Regions from separate parts of the Mus musculus genome. Here region 2 is linked to region 1. Evidence: chromatin contacts called from public Hi-C data. All regions are on one chromosome and are shown on one strand. Each heading gives the region's core, a stretch centred on a gene start, on an enhancer-like site or on the middle of the called end of the contact. The rest is flanking DNA. Distances are from core to core; before and after follow the strand shown. Region 1 overlaps Slc8a1 (solute carrier family 8 (sodium/calcium exchanger), member 1). Region 2 overlaps Slc8a1 (solute carrier family 8 (sodium/calcium exchanger), member 1).

The links. A called contact is a pair of places that touch in the nucleus more often than the background predicts.
Region 2: a Hi-C map of the N1E-115 cell line shows a contact between it and region 1, with 2.6 times the contacts expected there. The contact joins two enhancer-like sites. A contact is called at or near these places in 3 of 484 Hi-C or Micro-C datasets (the N1E-115 cell line, nephron progenitors and reprogramming fibroblasts), 2 of 115 datasets of contacts at active chromatin or transcription factors (bone marrow-derived macrophages and microglia) and 2 of 9 other capture datasets (adipose tissue and pancreatic islet).

Annotation. Positions count from the first base shown.
Region 1 is chr17:81,520,874-81,526,725 of GRCm38.p6, reverse strand. All of the region lies in intron 2 of Slc8a1 (solute carrier family 8 (sodium/calcium exchanger), member 1), which reads left to right. Among named protein-coding and RNA genes, the nearest start is that of Slc8a1, 210 kb to the left of the region's middle. Within about 2 kb of position 1,960, at least 10 of the 459 cell types and tissues checked have an H3K27ac peak or open chromatin away from gene starts, as enhancers often do. A contact at or near this core is called in the N1E-115 cell line, where this site is marked.
Region 2 is chr17:81,634,844-81,641,166 of GRCm38.p6, reverse strand. All of the region lies in intron 2 of Slc8a1 (solute carrier family 8 (sodium/calcium exchanger), member 1), which reads left to right. Among named protein-coding and RNA genes, the nearest start is that of Slc8a1, 100 kb to the left of the region's middle. Within about 2 kb of position 4,141, at least 15 of the 459 cell types and tissues checked have an H3K27ac peak or open chromatin away from gene starts, as enhancers often do. A contact at or near this core is called in the N1E-115 cell line, where this site is marked.

The sequences.
Region 1 (5,852 bases), core at 711-3,210:
TCTTGAAGAAGAGGTAATGCCTGGCTATCTCAGCTGTTTAGTTCAGCACCTTCCCTTGGCAAGCAGCTGTTAGCAAGGCAGGCACGTGCAAGCCTAACTCCAGAGGACAAGAGATAGAACCAGCAAACCACACCAAACCATTCCAGACCACAGCAAGCGGTAATAAGTGGGAAAGGGTATGAGAATATATATGTATAATGTGTAAATCTATACACATTTATACTGTGTAGATTTTGCATAAGTGGAAACAGTAAAACCTTAAGCATGTCAGAAACTGACCGCTCAAAAGCCACAGTCTCTATTTGCAGATCACGCTATGCAATAGACAGCAGACTACTGCCTCCCTCCTCAACCACTAGATCTGTAGTCATAACTTCAAGCTTTGTTTCCATGAACTCAGCCTAAATCCCTGCTGAGTGGCTATCTAGTTCTGTTTTTCCAACCTGGAAAATGAAATGGGGTGCTGGTTAATACATGTGCCAAACCACTGCCCATTTCGATTCCTCTGCCTGGTCACTCGCTCTGTTCATAAAGACTTCCTCCTTGATCGTCTGCTCCATGTTCAGGGTCCATAGAGAGGAATGCCATTAAGGGTATGACACCTTCAGGCTCTCCTAGAGGGGACATGTTTGGTTTATGATACAACATCTAAAGGATGTCCAGATAGAGAGAACAAGAGCCTATCCCTTTTCTCTTTCAAAAACCAGTTAGTTGCAAAAGCAACTCCCACATCTCCTTGTATTCTGCCTTTGTTCATTTCTTTTTGCTGTCTTAGAAAGGGTTGTTACAAATAAATGTGTTGGGGACCTGTAAATCTTCCTCAGCATTACTGGCAGACAACAGTTTGTGTGGAGGTATCTTTGACAGTGAGGGTCTCAATAAACATCTTTACGAGGACTCCAGTGAACTGCCTGGGTCCAAACAGTCTCCAGTGAACTGATGCTCTTTCAAAAGTCGTTGTCTGGCACAGATTCAGGTGTGTTTGCCATTTGTCAAAAACAGCTTCCACGTTTGTAAAAAAACAAAAAACAACAAAAAACAAAACAAAAACCAAAATAAAACAAAAAAACAGTGTCATGCTAACAGCCTGACCCTGGTGCTGCTGGATGAAGTCCCGGGATCACCAGGACGGGCTTTCCTACCGTTCCACTTCCGCATTTTTACTCCTGTTAGGACTAAAAGAAAAATATTTAGATTTTCTGTTTTCGTTCGCTTTTTTTCCCAGCTAAGGGGAGCAGTTGTTTGACCATCATGCTGCAACCTCGTTAGGCCCTAAATTGCCTTGGATAGTGGCACAATCGTCAGTGGAGGGAAATCTGTGGTTTCATTGCCCTTTAAAAAAAATGAATGAAATTGTAAACTAGTGAAACCAAATCCTTACGGGAATTGTAAGAATTCACTGTAGTGGTAGAACTTGTACTAAAATATAGGCTGTCACTTACAGATGAAGATATGCTAAGGATGAGTCCAGGTTCTCCAGAAGTCACTTTAAATCAAGGGTATCTGCTCCTTTGAGGCTCATACTAAGTCAGAAGTCAATGTCCTCTTTGCAGCCATCATTGGGCTGCTTTTAAATACTATCTCTGTTGCCAGTAGGAAGGAACGCAGGTGATCCTTTCCTAAATTCCTGGTAACTGGATCCTACACTTTCCCCAAACGCAGCTGCTCTCAACCTGTGAGTCATGACTCCTTAGGGTGTTGTATAGCAGATATCCTGCATAGCAGATGTTTCCACTACAATTCGTAACAGTAACACAATCGCAGCGATGAAGGAGCAAGGAAATAGCTGTACGATTGGTGGTCACCACTACATAAGGAACTGCATTAAAGGGTCAATGCATTAGGAAGCTTGAGAACCACTGCTGAAGTTTTTTTCTCTTAGTGCTACACAGACTTTAGCTAAGAACAGTGTGAAAAAGAAGGAAGGAGCCACTGAAGCACAGTGGCTGTTGGGAGGAAGGTCTCCAGAGAGGGAAGTCTTCTGGGTGCAATTTCTATGCTTAATCGTGGGTAATAACAATGGTAATGGTCTGTATAACCCTGAGTCCACGAGCAAGTATACTTATGCAAACTTTGAAAGCCAGCATCCTTGCATCAGTAAGCATTAGGCTGGCTCCCCATAAGAGGCTCAATGACATGAGTAGCAAGGAGTTACACAGACAGGGTAGTAAGTCCCCTGAGCAGGAAAAGAGACTTTATCCCGAACACTCGTTCTTTTTATTAAGGGTTGAATCTGGGTTGAAAAAGCTGATTACTGGAGCTTACCCTGGATGAGAAATTACTCCCTGCTACTCCCCGAGTCTTAAGGATTTCCAGAACATTTGGCTCTCAGATTTAGTTAAATTTCCCAGCATGCCTCTGAGTTAGATAAAGAATATAAATGTACTAGAAAGGTAGGGGGAGATAAAAAAAAAAGATGTCATTTTAATGTGTTTCTTTTGCTACCATAATAAAGAGAAAGTCAACATTGATGGAGCCATTTTGGTCACAAAAGAGTCTTCTGGTGGCACTTAATTGAAGGGACAGAAGCCAGGAGCTAATCCTGTTATAACGCTTATGTGGATGGATAAACAGACTGCTGTGAGTTGCCAATTTTGAATAGTGGATTAGGACAAATCCACAAGTTCTTTATTCTACCCCAAATTCAAGTGAAGACAAAGCTCCCAGAGTGCTAGGATGCTAGGCGATCACATCCTGAAGATCAAGGAGCATTTACCTGTGACAGCATCATTAGCTGCTACCAGCTGACAGATATTCCAGAGATAATGATTGCTGTGATAGCCCCTGATCTCTGCCCCAATTCTTTAAAAAGAAGGTAGTTTTAAATAATAGGTCTTCATTCTCCAGAACTGTTAAAGCTTTCTTTTGGAAGTTCAGAAGGAAGCCAGGGACTCAGCTTGTATATATTCAGAAAGAGGATATGTATATGTATATGTATGTGTATATGTATGTGTATGTGTATGTGTATGTGTATGTATGTATATATATGCATATGTGTGTGTGTGTGTGTGTGTGTGTGTGTGTGTGTTTGTATGTATGCATGCATGTATGTATCAAATACAACCTATGGAATCTATTTGGTAATATCCATATATGCGCATGTGTTTAGGGATGGCCACTTAGGAATGAACAGTCTATCAAAGGGCTTGTCCCTGAACAGAACTTAATCACCTTTCTTCAGCACTCGTAAATCTGCCTGCATGTAGATTTATATCCAGGGACCTAGTTCACAGAGTGACTTCTTACAAATGCTGCCTGGAACTCCAAAGTTGCCAGACGCAAATCCCAAGGCCTGGCTGATGTGGCCCTCCACTTTGTAGTTATTCTTGGCAAGGAGCCTGTATTGAGTTGGTTTAAGAGACAGTCTCTTGTTTGTGGCACATTTTAGTTCAGACCCTGAGAATACTGACCAACACTGATGATAATATTTTTTTCCTTCTTGCTTCCCTTTCCAGAAATTGTGTAAAAGGCAAAACAATCCCCATTCAAGCCCTGCCACACAAAAGCACATTTCTCAGACAACACCTCTCCTTTTTTTTTTTTTTATAGAAATATCTTGCAGAAGACATTTTTGAAAAGACTAAAAGGCTTTCCTCTTGCCCACCCTTGGGAGGAGGACCACATTTGTAAAACCCAGAGGGTTCTCTTTGTTAATGAGAGGGATAATGAGTGCAAGGATGGATCAGCAGGATGCTAGGAGGTCTCTGGTCCCTAAGGGAGATGAGAATTAAGATCAATAAAGATACTTACACTGCTCATATTCACAGAAAGTGCTATATGGGGATTGATTAATTATGCCTGAGAAAATGAGCAACTGTTTTCAAAAATGCATCTCTGCTTTTATATTGATTGTTCCTCCTGCCCAGGACACCTTTGCTTGGCTATACTTCCAGAGTCCTCAGTGATATCATTCATGTCATCTTAGGAACCTTGTCTAAACTGTTGGTCTTGAATCATTGTCTGTCATCAATTTCCACCTAAATTTATCTCTGTCATGGGGCAATCCCATACTATACACTCCTGAATGCAGGGCTAAATCAGTTGGTTTGGTATTGCCAGTATCTATAAACCCCTTTGCACTCCAAGGAAAGAATAAATAACTGATCGAGTTATTTAAGAACTATGGTGTCCTAGGTAGGGTACCATGCAGAATTTCATGACTGAGGGCATGAGTGATATTTGGATCACTCTTTGACCAACACCTCTTTTTACATCATGATATAGAATTTATCTACAAGTCCAGTATATATTTCCATCTACTTATGTGAACATTTTTGAGGGGTTTTACAGAAATGGATTTCTCATGCTTTTCTTGTATTATAATAGATGTTTTTATCCTGTGACTATGAATGGTAAAATTATGTCTGAGGACATTAAGGAAGGGAAATAATCTTTCATCTTCTAATGTCTATTTCCTCAGGTTTTATTATCAATAGTTGATTTTTTTAGAATGGTAGAATTTCATATATTTAGTCATCTATATCATCGATGCCCATGTCTGCCTTTACATTCAGAGGTAATCTATAAATTATGGCCACCACCTAAAGGGTGAAACATTTATATCTTACATGAGAACTTCCATGTTCTCATGTAACTATTCAGTATGGTAAACCTTCTTCTCCACAGCTTATCATTCAGAAATGCTGTCTTTCAGACAATAAGAGTCATGGCATTATCACACAGTCACATGGTGTCCTACGTGTGCTTGCCATTTTATACTAATTCTAATTTAAAAAAATCATAATCCTAGCACTTACAAATACATTTTACCCTTACAAGAACCATATGGTTCTATTTTCTTAACTATTTGGTGGGAGAAAGAGTGGGGGAATAAAATGCCAGTGTGGGAGAATTAAATAATACAACTGAAAACGAAATTTTAAAATGCTTGACATGGAAAATCAAAGCTCTGTAGACAGTCAGGGAAAGCTCCACGCTAGCTCCACCTTGGAGATCCATTAGAGTCAAAGAATAAAATACAAACAGAATCACTGTCTTTTCATCACTGTGATACACCTGACTGTGTGTGCCAATCCACTTCCTAGAGCTCGTGGAATTTCTTTCCCTAAGAGGGTAGAAAGGCCTTGCCAGGGCATACCTGCAAAGAGTGATGTCAAGACCCCTCAATCACAGAATCACAAAAGCACTTCCAAAAACGATGTTCATGTGTAATAAAAGTTGACGAGTTCTCTCTAAAGGGTTTTGTCTGATTCTACAGTAACTACATTGGAAATTGTCCCACAGTGTTTCAGAGTTTACATTGCTCATAATTGGTACCAAGTGTACCCTTCATATACTAAAGAACTGCCTTTCTTTTATCCTGACTTTTGTAAATTTTTCTCATTTTCTGATGATCACTTTTTCTATGTGAGGGCCTTTTTCTATTTTACCAGTATTATAACTTACTCATTTTCAAAACCTATATTATATGTAAGTCATTACTAAAAGGCTCTGTGATGGCCTGGACTGCTGTATGACTACATATAGAATTAGGGATCCATAAAATTGCTAGCTGAATGATAAACTGTCTAAATGAGTATGGTATTAATAACAGTCCCAGAAGGACAAGCTCTTGGACTCTCTGTGACTTTGGGCACAAAGAGGCAACAGCTGTAAACCACCCATAAACAGCTGTGGACCACACATTTCAAACTGGACATCAATGGGAAAACAGTTTTGATTCTTAAAATTACAGACTTGAACCAGGGCTTTGGCCTTGTAAAATAATCAAGCTGTCACATCTTAAAAAAAAATCTGAGATCAAATTTTTAAATTCCATGAATCTGGAATAAGCATTAAGACCCAAAGCAACCGGTATTTAAGCATCTGTGCCTTGAGGACAAGTCAAAAAA
Region 2 (6,323 bases), core at 2,892-5,391, 110 kb before region 1:
GCTCACGCTAGTTTTCACTGGTTATGTATCCAAGACTAACTTTGAACTGATCTTTCTCACTCCCTACAGAAAGTGCTTGAATTAAGGTTGGGCCATCTCACCAGGATAGAACTTGTTTTGGCTGACATTAATCTGGTAGCACTCGTTGCAATTCTTTGCCCATTCCTTTAACCACTCTTAACCCATTTTCTCAGAATCACCATTGGACTACCACCAGTTTGTAAGACCTGAACAGACTGTACACAGAACTGTAATGTGGGAGGAGAATGTCATGGCTTTTCTTTCCTAAATGCACTGGTAACCTGGAGGAGGATATTTATACACACTGCCCTTAATCCTTGTGGATGGAGCAACCTGGAGAGTACAGATGCTGGGACATACAGACGGATTGTTGGCGTTTTGCCGTTCTGTCCTTATTAGCTGAGAAAAACTGCCTTAAGATAACATTGTAAAGCCACAAGAAGTGCAAATGCTTTCCTTTAAAATAGCCCTGTGTCGTGTTGTCTTCTGTCATGGCTTCTGCAGTCTGATCACTGGAGATTCGTGCTTTGAGGTAGGAAGACTGTGTGTCTGATACAAGACATCATGTTGCCTTGCAGAGGTGCAAGTGGCTCTGGGCCCTGTGGCATAAGAAGGGAAAGGAGAGCGTATGAAGCCAGCTGAAGGTATGGTCAGCTGTCTAGAAGTGCTGTGGGCTAAGCCTGCCTGCTGAGGGCGTCGGGGGAAGATGCTATAGACTAGGCAGAACTTTTGTCTGCTGGTTTCCCACAGTGCCTTATGAGAGAAATAGAGAAGAACCTGGGAAGGAGATAAGCCATGAAGAACACGCATAGAATTATAGGAAAGCTCCCTTGCATTCCTTCCTGGCTCTACCCACAGTCTCCGTAATACTCATCCGTTTGCCAAAGGTTGAGCCAGCCCCAAGGTCCTTTCTTTTCAGGGACCTATATAGCTGAAGCAGAGTTAAAGAAAAGATGCCCTTTCATTCCCGGCCTTCCTTCTAAATGTCCAGGGCTCCTGATGACATTTTCTTTCCCTCTTACAATGTCGCTGCTGGGTCAAATATAGTAGTGGGAATTGTACTCGCTGAGACAGGGGAAGATATGGAGAGAAGGACAAAGACAGGCTCAAGGCAGGATTCTGGTCCTCTGTCTTTCAGACACCAGAAAAATTCAAGTGTGGCTGCTAATTCATATATCAGTGGAGTAGGTGAGAATTTTGCACATAGAAATTTCTGACTTTTCTTTTTGTTTCCCTTCCCCTTCCTTCCTCCCTCCCTCCCTCCCTTCCTTCTTTCCTTCCCTTCTATTCTCTCTTTCTTTCTCCTTCCTTCCTTCCTTCCTTCCTTCCTTCCTTCCTTCCTTCCTTCCTTCCTTCCTTCTCACAAGAGATCTGAGGCTTTCTACTAAACTTAAGAGTAACTTTTGAAACTAAAATTAGTCTCTTTCTGTCTGTCTGTCTGTCTGTCTCTCTGCCTGCCTGCCTCACCCTCTCTCTCCCCTTCTCTCTCTCTCCCCCCTCCTGTGTGTGTGTGTGTGTGTGTGTGTGTCAGAGAGAGAGAGAGAGAGAGAGAGAGAGAGAGAGAGAGAGAGAGTGATTTCACCTGTGAGTATGTGATTAGGGGCTAGATATTGATGTCAAATATCTTTCCCTCCCCATCTTATTTTTTATTTTTTACTGAACCCAGGGACTATCATTTCCCTTTTGCTAGCTGGTTCGCTGCACTTGGGGACTCGCTTTTCTCTGTACCCTTCAATGCTGAAGGGTATAGGTGTACATCACATATCAAAAAATTAAGGTGAATGCTAGGGACCCAAAGTCAGCTCTTTATCCTTGTACAGCAGGCACTTTACAAGCAGAGCCGTTTACCCAGCTATTATTTCTAACAACCATTGTTTTAAAAATATTACAGGATGGAATATGGACTTTAGAGCATTCCCAAATTTGGGTTCCTTCCCAAAGTTTGGCTCCCTGTTTGTTTTACCCTAACTTTGTGACTTGATGATGTTTGGGATATGATGGTGGTCACCATCAATGTGACATGTTGAGATACATTGATGGTAGTGAAAGTTTTAGACCTGGATGGTGTTAGTGGCGTCAGTGTACATGTGGTATGTGGTATTAGTAGAGGTAGGGACGGCAGTGGCGGGAGGTGGGGGCAAAGGTGGTGATGGCGTGGGTGTGACAGTGGCAGATGTAGTGTGACAGTTGCTGTGATTTTGCATATTTGATGGTTGTAGAAATGGCTGCAGTAAGTGTGGTGTGGTGGTAGTGGAGAGAGTTGTGATAGTCATGATGGACAAGGTTAAAGTTGTGGGGATGATGACAGAGCTCTAATTGAGGGCAGGGCATTATGCCATTTTGATTTTAATTTTCAAAAGTGAACTAGGTGCTCCCACCACACTTACTCTATACAAGATGTATGTACCGTATAGATCGCGATGTATCTACTGCTTTCCTTCAATTCTCACAGCTAGTACGAAGTACTGTAGCATCCATCTGCAGAACTGCCCGACCCTAAGTCCTACATTGTCTTCTGGGACTTTTAGATCTCAATATAATCTGATTGGAGGCTGTGTTACTATAGTCCTAATTGCAACACATGTCTAAGCAACTCAGAAGTAAGAAACAGAAATGACCTTTGTCTTCTATGGAATACTTGAACATATACCCAGCCCACAGTACCACCACACTCCCAATCCCAATCTCTATTAGCCTAGAAAAACAGCAATGGACTGAATTTAAAAAGCAAGGGGATATAAGACACAGTTACTCCACATACCTGCCCTGGCCAATTGGTGTCCAGTCTTTCCTTCATCACAGTAGTCATTCCACCTTGCTCCTATTTTGACAGGGAAATTTCATTATGAGATTGTTGGTATTTTGTTTTTGTTTTTGATTTTTTTGTTTGTTTTTGTTGTTGTTGTTGTTGTTGTTGTTTTTTACATTCCTTGCTCTGGGCCCAGTAGCAGTTGACTTCCATATATGGCAAAATACAGAATGTAGCCTTTCTCATACTGAATGTATTTTCATACTTAAAATAGTATTTCTTTCCCTTCTTTTTTTTTTTAATATGTTATCATGGCAATATTTACTATCTTGGATTGTTGCTGTTACCAAGAAGTGATACTAACCTGGAGGTGATTAACAGTAAGCATTATTGATTGGAAGCTTTCCATGAAAGGTGACTCTCACTATGGTTTCGCCCATACAAACTGTAATTCTGAATGCTACAGAAAAGGCAGTTTTAATGATTAATAGGAGTATTTTTATTTTTCTTTATTTTTATTTGAGACACTGGCTTATGATACAGCCCAGACTGGCCTCAAGTACATACTCTTCCTTCCCCAGCCTCTTGAGTGCTGGAACTGCAGTCATATGCTGCCACACCTGGTTTAGATGCACTGTATAGATGCCAAATTTCAAGTCAGCTTGCTTTTAATTACATTCTCTCTAGAGAACATGAACAAGGAAAAAAAATACCTAAAATCTAATGATGAGCCAATGACATATTCCATATACTTTTATAAATTTATATATGCCTGCGAAAGTATTTTGGGGTGAGATAGCTTTATTTTCTTTTATGATTTAATTTCACAGGCAAATTACTAGTCTTTTAGGAGAAAGCCCATTGGCAGCACTCATAATTATAATTAATTATAACCTTTAAAAGAAGCCTACAATGGTTCTCCCTCAACAAAAAATACATATGTCTTATATACATACATTTTTATTTAGAATGAAAGAGAAGGTAAACTTATGTCACACTTATATACAATATAATTCTTAGGGCACAGCGAAACAAACGAAGCCCTAACACGACAAAGGAAGCTTACTGTCTTATACATCAGTCATTGCATTCATGATTTGACAGCATTTATAAAATGAACTATTCACGTTAGTGCATATAGTAGTCTTTCTGGTATTTATATATCTGGAGTGAAGAGAAGAGAGGAGGAACGGGGGGGGGTTTAGAGGAGAGAAGGGGGCATGAGGAAAGGAGGGAGGACAAGGAGGCTAGCTGAGAAGTTGGGAGACAGTGTCACCAGGGAAAGAAGAGAAGCAGAGGTTGGGGTGGGGCAGACAGACCAAGAGACAAAGGCAATGAGTATACAGCCCTGATTAGATTTCAGCTAGTAGGAAAATGAAATGAAACCTGGAATCCGTCCAGAGTCCTGTTCAAGCAAATAGCAGACAGTATGAGAATAAGGAAACAAGATGCAGCTCATTGCTGATTTACTAAAAATAAACAGAAATTATGTCTTTAGAACCATGTAAGAGGAAGAGTCTGTTTGAGAAGCCCTCAATGCCTGGTGGAATCCACTAGGGCTGAGACCCCATTCCTTCATTCCTTCTGTCAACATTTTCCATAAGTACCTGGTCAGTGTCAAAATGCTACAGAGGTGACTAAGGCATAGAAATCCCTTCCATAGAGGGCCTTGTGTTGTGTCTACAGGAAGAGGTAAACAGCATCCAACACACAGACCTGTGAGCATGCAGTCATCCCTGGCGCTCCAGATGTGCCTTCTTTGGCATGTCTGTGTCTCTCGATACCTCTGGATAAAGCTCTTGCCCTGGTGTTCAGGCTAGGAGCCAATGATGATGAGCTATCCACTTCTGGCAGCTGGACCCTTGATGTGACTGTTCTTCCTTGGAAGAGAACCATACACTACTGCTCCCTAGCTATGCCCATCCCAGATGGCTCCTTCACAGTTTGGCTGCCCTCTCTGGTAGAGACAAGAAGAGTCATATTCAAATCTGATTCATGTCTCACAGCATCAAGAACCGAGAGGAACTTGACCTAGAGAAATGTCTGTTCTTGAACATTGTCTCCTAAACCTGTGTGTTACCAGAGAAAGCAAGGTGGTTCCATTTGAGTCCTTTCTATAAATGGTATCATTTTACCAAGCCATTTTATATGACCTTGATGAGCTGTGGCATGGTAGTTTCAGCATCTTAGCCACGGACAGCTTAGCATTTCAGGATGCTGTGATATAATACTGAAATAAGTCAAGCAGACCACAGAGGAAAGACAGAAGATCAGAGATAGAGGTTCTCTTGAGCTGTTAGTGTTGAAAGCAGACATCTGTGTGAGTGAGTTCTTGGATAGTATAGGTAGGACAGAAGGATGTGAATATGGTGTATTGATTAATACATTTATAGCACGTATATACATAAATGTAAAGACCAATACAATAATGATACAGTGAGTATCAAGACTATGTGCTTATCCAGAAATATATAGAAATGAGACATTATGGAGAAAATGTGCTCTGTAGGTTCAGGTACTTTCAAAGAAAGAGTAAATTTCTTTCTCTCTGTCTGTCTTTCTTTCCTTCCTTTCTTTCTTCTCTCCCTCTCTCTCTCTCTCTCTCTCTCTCTCTCTCTCTCTCTCTCTTTCTTTCTTTCTCTTTCTTTGATTGGATAATTTCTTTATTTACATTTCAAATGTTTTCCCCTTTCCAGGTCTCCACTTCAGAAACCCCCGTCCCATCCTCCCTCACCCTGCTTTTATGAGGGTGCTCCCCCACCCACCCATCCACTCCTGTCCTTCTGCCCTGATATTCCCCTACACTGGGGCATTGAACACCCTCAGGCCCAAGGGCCGCTCCTCCCACTGATGTCCAACAAGGCCATCCTTTGCCATATATGTGGCCAGCCCCATGGAACGCTCCATGTGTACTCTTTGGTTGGTTTTCCAGTTCCAGGAGCTCCTGGATTTCTGGCCTGTTGTCATTGTTGCTCCCTCTATGGGGCTGCAAACTCCCTCAGCTCTTTCAGTCTCTTCTCCAACTCCTCCACTGGGGACCCCTGAACTCAGTCCAATTGTTGGCTACGAGCTTCTGCCTGTTTTAGTTGGGCTCTGGCAGAGCCTCTCAGGAGACAGCCATATCAGACTTCTGACAGCAAGCACTTCCTGGCATCCACAGTAACGTGGGAACTTTCTTAATAGTCACTGTAAATTATAATTTCTTTATTAAAAGTCTTTTATTTCATGAATAACCAATGGTCCTTTCTTAAATGCGAAGCTCTTAAAGTGAATTTGTGTTTTTGTAACTACAGTTAAGTTTTCTCAGTCTAGTGAATAGTATGGGTACATTCTGTTTACTGCATATACACATATCTACATATACACATAAACATATACCATATATACATATACACATAAACATATACCATATATGCAAGTATTTCTGTTGACTTAGAGGTGGGCTTGTTTTTATTTTGACATTTACAGAATGACAATATGCATCCTTATTTCAAATATATGCATGCAATCCAGTACCTGCTGCATAGTAAATAATATTAGTTGTAATTATTGT